Regions from separate parts of the Mus musculus genome. Here region 2 is linked to region 1. The links are chromatin contacts, called in public Hi-C maps. All regions are on one chromosome and are shown on one strand. The core of a region is the stretch at or near the end of the contact, and the rest is flanking DNA. Distances in the headings are between cores, read along the strand shown.

Region 1 (3,358 bases), core at 566-3,065:
AACTCTCACTTTAAAAAGTATATACTGTCTTGACACTAGGACTTTGAACTGCCAGCCTAAATAGACACCAGGTGAGTCTCAAATTTTCCCTTCAGTGAGAATAGCACCAATGAGAAAGACTATCTTTTCTGATATTTTTCTTCAAAGTATAAAGCTATCAAGAGCATGAGCAAGAGGAAAGAAAAAAAGCCCCAGTCAGTTCAGAGAGATCCAGGTCAAGAAAGAATACATCCAAGAAAACAAATTAGGATCCCTGTATAAGCTTCAAAGAGCTGTTTGAGAGTTTATGAACACATATGGGGTTTGGAAAGGGAATGCAGACAGAAATGTCTACAAGGGCCTTTTCCTCAAGCTCAAAGATCTAACCAAACGAGGTCTTGAGAAACTTCTTGCTACCCAGACAGATCCTGCAAATCTAGCCCTGGTCACATATCAATTCATAGGGTGTTCCACTTATCTCAGAGGAAGCAGGGATTTCTCTGTTAAAGAGATGCCATTAGCCGAGCGTGGTGGCCCAAGCCTTTAATCCCAGCACTCAGGAGGCAGAGGCAGACGGATTTCTGAATTTGAGGCCAGCCTGGTCTACAAAGTGAGTTCCAGGACAGCAAGGGCTATACAGAGAAACCCTGTCCTGAAAAAACAAACAAACAAACAAATAAATAGAGAGAGAGAGAGAGAGATGCCATGGAATATTTCAGGATATCTTGTGCCCAAGAATTTTTAGACTTTCCTTGGCACCGAAGCCTGTGCAGTGATCTCCACCTAACCCTGACCTGACTGTAGGTATGGTTATATACCGTATAGTTTGAGTGTTTGCATTTCTTTCCAAGCTTCCCTGCTATCCTGATAACTGAGGCTATTCATTTGCTCAAGGCAAAATACTAAATTGTCAGGCATCCCAGCATGGCAAGTTCCTGGCCCCAGCTCAGGGCTCTGATTCACAACTGTAACAAATCTTTAAACCCAGAGCCTACAAATGGTAGATTACAGCTAAGCCTAAAACTGACTCGCATCCCACTAGTGTTCATTAGTTATCATCGATGTTGGCTAGCTATGCAATTTTTTGAAGGAAAGTTATTTCACCTGTGAACCTCAAATACATATACAAAGCAAATATATGCTTCAGTTTGTAATAGTGATGTCATAATTGTAATATTATTTTAATTTTTAATGTGATGGTCTTACAATCTAAGGATTAATTCAATGAGTGAACTTCAAAAATTCTAAATAAAGTAAATTAGTTGTATTTATTATTTTTATCTTTGGAAAGACCTCTTGGTTTTGGTGTGGATCAGCACAATCAATATCTCATTGTATCACTTTTATATCAATTCACTGAATTTGTTCCCTGTATTAAATGATTAGATCATTGTGACAACTCACTTCCGGGCTATATCTTGGAAATGATTGGACCTGGGGAAGCTTCATTAGATAAAAAATAGAATAAATTTGTCTAAGGCAAAATTTGTGTGCTCTTAATTTCACCCAGAAAATACATACATAAAAGCTTGGGATATCACTAGGACTGTGAGGTTCTAATCTTTTCCTTGCTCGGCTGAACTCTCTTAGCTCTTTTACTTATTTGTTTATTAAAAGAGTAGCTATAGCTTAGATTGGGTTCTATCTCATCTCATAGCTGAGACTGGCCTTGAACTCCTGCTGTCAGCTCACAACTGCTGAGATTACAGGCATGCCAACCCTGCCCTACTTTAGATGTTTTGTGAAAATAGAGTTTTGTAATAGATGAATCTACAGGAAGGAGTGACTCAGAGCACTGGCTAAGGTTGACTTCTTTCTGTGTTTCCTGTTTTCCTTACAAGTATGTATTTTTGGCAGGGAGTCTTGTTATAAACTGTCTGTGGTAGTTGTTTCATGACATTGTATTAAGTTGCTAAAATGGGAGAATTCTGAGTTAGTGAATGACTAACCAGTATTTTCATCCTGAATAATGATAGACCTACTAGACAGTCGTAACTAGATTTTCCATTTCTTCCCTGACAACAGCACATGGTTGTGATGTCAAAAGTCCTTTAAATAGACACATATACAAAGTCTGAATGTTCCAGTCTTGCTTATTTTCCTCTCAATGATAACCTCAACACAAAGGTATCAACTTTGGTCACAGCCTTATTTTTGTAGGGAACTTTAGCTATCAGGTTTCTTAATGTGAAATTCCATCGTCTTTCTTGTTAGTCTTAGTTTTTCTCCAGAGTTAAAGCTTGTAGTCACAAAGAATAAGAGATCAATCTAATATGCCATTTTGAAACTTTGTTCTATTTAAGATGAGTAGTTTTCTCAAAGGGGAAACATATTATGCATCAGACTGAAACAAAATATTATTGCTGACAAGAAAGAGACTTTAAAATGAGCTCCTATGACAGCAAAGTGAATTTTAAGACAATACAAAAGCTCGCTTCTCTCCAGTAAAATACATATTTCTGTCTATTGATCTGAGATATAAAGTGCTTACCGCTCTGCTATCAAAGTAACAAGAAAATACATTTCTAGTCAGTCTAAGAGCTTGATAAACATATCTGCATTACAGGGCACTCCACTATGTGTCTTCTTTGTCTATGTGATGAGATCTGCTTACAAATTTACAATCACTAATAAAGCAAATGGGTAAATGAAACAGGTATTTTTACAATATTTGTGATATTTTGATTAAGTGCTTAAATGTTTTAGAGTGTTTCATCAAGTTCATGCCTCAGAGAGGTATTTATTCCTAAATGTGTAATAGAGGGCAAAATGACAGCCTCAAGTCAGATGACGCATTGACTTAAATCAAATTAGTGACATCCAGGTTAGTGTGAGCTGAGAGGAATTTGAAATATGAGCATAAAATCTGCAATTATTTGCTTTTATTTTCATTCTATATTTCAGTACCATGAAAAGATTACAAGATGAGGTTCAACTCTCTTTTTATGTTATAATATAAAATTCATTCAGCTTCTCCATGCAAGTTTATAGTTTCCCATGGACAACTGGTTATTCTTCTTGACGCCACTTAAAAGTACTTTTCAATTAGAAGACTACATCTTTCGCAGAATGTCTTCCTGAGACTTGACCTTTCTGTTTTGTTTTAAATAAATTCCTCAAACTAGAACAAAAAAAAATCATGTTTTTCATTCTTCTGGAATTTATAGTCACAGGATTGATGCCTCCCAATGAAAAGCTGCTTTTCTTGGGTGTTTTCTTCAGTGTTGCGTATTCAACTTAATAGTTCGTAATAGTGTGCAAAATGCCAACCTCAAGATAGCATGCTCTGCAATGGCAGGCAAAAATAAAACAACAAAACAAACAGAACAAACAAACAAACAAATCTCTACTACTGATAAGTCTCAGCTTCACTGGGTAA
Region 2 (3,627 bases), core at 74-2,573, 380 kb after region 1:
CAATTAATTATTGACCGGTTCAACGTTCACATAGATCTCAGGACATTATGCTGAGGACAAAATCCAATTAATTGACTGAACAACCCAATCAAAAAGGTTACATACTATATATTTAATTAATCTAACAAAATAAGAAAGACAGAGTTCTAGAAATGGAACAGAGATCAAAGGTTGCCAACTATTGAGGCTACTTGGAGGGAAAAGAGGGAATAAAATAACTATGAAAATATGGCATGAAAGATATTTTTGTAGTTGTGAAATACCTGCTTTTCATGATTGAAGTAGTTCTTGCACAGAACTGCACATGGGATAAAATGACACAGAAGCACATGTGCTTAGTAAGATGCTAGCTTGTTGCACTGTGCATTGTACTATATTTATGTGAGACCAAACTCCTTGGGAGAAAACTGGATTAAGGTTGCATGAGAAGCCTCTATAGTATTTTTCTAAATCTCTATAAATCAATAAAAAAATTTAAAAACCATTCAATAGTTTATTAAAAATCAAATCCCTGAGTAAACTACTTAGTTACATTAATTTCTTTTTGAGTTGACTACATGTTTACCAGATTCTACAAGCAGAGTTGGCACCCTTTAGCCTTCAAATGTAATCTTAACATTATTAGACATGAAGAGGAATGCCTGGCATCCCTGGTCTCTACTCCCACTTCTCATATTCAGAAGCCCTGCTGTGGGGCTAGGCTGATACTGTGCTTTCTCCCCACTCAGTTCACTTCATCAAGGCTTTCTTTCCTACATCCTATTATCAGCACCAGAACTAACTAGGATGCCAGATCAAGAACTTTACCTTCTGATCCTTCTGATTGACTTGGCAGAACAATGTGACCCACACTCAGCATTCTATAGACTGGTGAAATTAGTACATTCTTTTAGATGGACAGAGTCGAGCTTAAAATTAAACTAGCAAAACAGTATCATACTTGAATGAATGAATCCCTTTCTTATTAATCTTCTTTTCTTTTTTTTAAAATTTTATAAGACAGGCCAAATATCAGGTGGAGCTGAGGGCATCTTATGGAAGAGTGGGGGATGGAACTGAGCAAACTGGAGTGGTCAAGGATACCACAAGGAGTCCTACAGAGTCACCTAACCATGGGGACTCACAGAGACTGAACCACCAACCAAAGAGCATAAAGGGGCTGGCCCTAGGCCCTCTACAAATTTGTATCAGATCTACAAGTTGGTTTTCATGTGGAGCTGTCTTTGACTCTGTTGCCTGCCATTGGATCACCTTCCCCAGGGAAACTGCCTGCTTGGGCCCACTGGGAGAGGAATGTGCTTAGTCATGCTGAGACTGGATGTGCCAGAATGGAGTGGTACCCAAGGGGGATTTCCCCTTCTCTGAGGGGACTGGTCATGGGGTGGCATGGGACTTATAAGAGTAGGACTGAGAAGAGAGAGTAGCTGCAATCAGGAGGTAAAGTGAGTGAATGAGTAAAGAAATAAATGAAAAAAGAAAAGAAAAAAAGTGGTATATAATACACTTCTGCTTTGTTTTACTGAATACTTTAATGTGGGCATGTCTGATCAAGCCATGACTTGGCAGTATATAATCCTGTGATATATATGGATACATTTGCTGGCCTGTCCTCTAGGACTATAATCTGGAATGGAAAGTTCCTAATCAGCCCTGTGCTTATGTACATGTCCCAGTATTGCTTTTACTAAAGACTGGTCATCACAGGGCTTCCTGTGATTTTTAACACCATCCTTTGCAGCAGCCAGTAAAAGCAAGTGTATCTTTTCACATGTACGAAGAATGACTATTCATAATAATGGCTTCTCAAAGTCACAAGAAAGCAAAAAAAAAAAAAAAAAAAAAAAAAAAACCAAACCGAACCAAAAATAAAAAACAAACAGAAAGGCTCAAAGTACTCAAAGCCACTCCTTGGAATTCCCACCAATGTTCTTTCCCTTCCCAGACAAGTCTTCCCCTTGTGATTCTAAAGAAAATTCATGAAAGCATTTTCTTTTTTATAAGAAAGTTGTTTTAACTCATTACTGAAAATCATGCCTAAGAAATGCTAAAAAGTCATAAAACACCACTTTGCCTCTCAATGAAGTGTGCAGCATGTATTTATAAGCTTTTAGTATAATAATTTTATAACCAAACAGCTGCTGGAACAATGAATTTTTATAACCACTGTCTCAGTTGGCATTTTTCTCCTAAATATGACAAAATAAAGTTTTTGTGATACAATCCATCTAGCTCAGCTGCATTTAATAGAATCATCAGCAAAAGAAGAATCCGTGAGATAAAAACCATACTCCTAGCAGAATGAAATTAAAAAATGCATGTTGTTAATCTACTGTTTTTACTTACGTTTTCCTGGTGGTTTGTATAATAGTGTTTTTTATGTCCCCCAAACAAATAACAGCTATGTCATTTTAAAGCTACTTTGGATAAATATTTGTTTTCTGTTTATCATCAAATCAACATAAGGTCATCTTTTCACATGGCTACCTTTGTGCTATATATTACGACAGGCTGAATATATCAATAAAGACTTGATATTACCTTTCATTTAAAAACCAAGAAAGCTACTGGAAATAGATATAATCAAGTAAAATACAACGGGACATGTGGATGCCACCCAGTAATGAGCTCTCCTGTGAAGTAATGACTTTCTTCTCTCTGGAGGTTCTCCAACAGAGGCTCAAGCTGGCCTTAGCTTCTATGACAGCGTTACAGCAATGACTGATCCATGGCCAGAAAATGGCAGTGAATTATATTTAAGAGCCTTTCTAATTTTAACTGAAACTCTGAAATAATACAGTTTACAGCTAAAGCTGCAAAATAAACCCCTTCTCAGAGCATCCACTGACTGTAGTGTCAGTAGGTTTTTCTGCTTTTGATCTCCCCTTAATTATTCATATGCTCCTCTGAAATATTTGTGTGAATTGTTGAATGAAACATTTTCTTCAAGAGAAATAGCCTGTCCTTCCTTTTAAAAAGTGAATCCCATCCAAGAAATAGCCTTATTGTTTTCACGGTGGCTTTCTTTTGTTTGTGTGTTTTCTTTGAGTACTCTTATAGAATTTGGTAGAAATAATTCCACTGCTAGTAGGCCCTACATTCAAATCACATCACTATTATATCCCTGATTATAAGCTTATATTAAACATTGAGATATGGCATAATTAGCAGCAAAAGCATAACTAACAAATATAAAATAATTTTTAGGAAAATTTAAAATCGTTCTTGGCAACAATCAATTTATATATGTCATGTCAAATTAAAAGGGTCCCAATATGCTCACAGTGTGTTTTCTAGAAGGTGAAGAGGTTAATTGTGTTGCAAAAAGAATTTCCTAAAGAATGTATCATCTTTTTTACATCGAACCATATTTACTATGGCAAGAGGCCATAGAAGTCAACTTTCAGATGAGGAAAAAAATTGACCAAGTGTTCAGAAAGAGTTTTCCCTTATTATTGGTGATTAGAGCACTGTATATTACTATGTTTAGATTTATTCATTTCATTTAATGAATTATGATATTTAAAATGAGTTAAATTTCACAAAAATTAAAGTCATGAAATTTTCTATATGAAACCGGTTCTAGCAGAGACCAGCCATTTGCAGGACATGTTTTTATTTTTTTTAATG

Evidence for each region. A called contact is a pair of places that touch in the nucleus more often than the background predicts.
Region 2: a Hi-C map of embryonic fibroblasts shows a contact between it and region 1, with 5 times the contacts expected there. The contact joins two enhancer-like sites.

What each region holds. Positions count from the first base shown.
Region 1 is chr10:16,497,001-16,500,358 of GRCm38.p6, forward strand. No RefSeq gene overlaps it. Among named protein-coding and RNA genes, the nearest start is that of Gm20125, 600 kb to the right of the region's middle. Within about 2 kb of position 1,816, at least 36 of the 459 cell types and tissues checked have an H3K27ac peak or open chromatin away from gene starts, as enhancers often do. A contact at or near this core is called in embryonic fibroblasts, where this site is marked.
Region 2 is chr10:16,877,113-16,880,739 of GRCm38.p6, forward strand. No RefSeq gene overlaps it. Among named protein-coding and RNA genes, the nearest start is that of Gm20125, 220 kb to the right of the region's middle. Within about 2 kb of position 1,324, at least 40 of the 459 cell types and tissues checked have an H3K27ac peak or open chromatin away from gene starts, as enhancers often do. A contact at or near this core is called in embryonic fibroblasts, where this site is marked.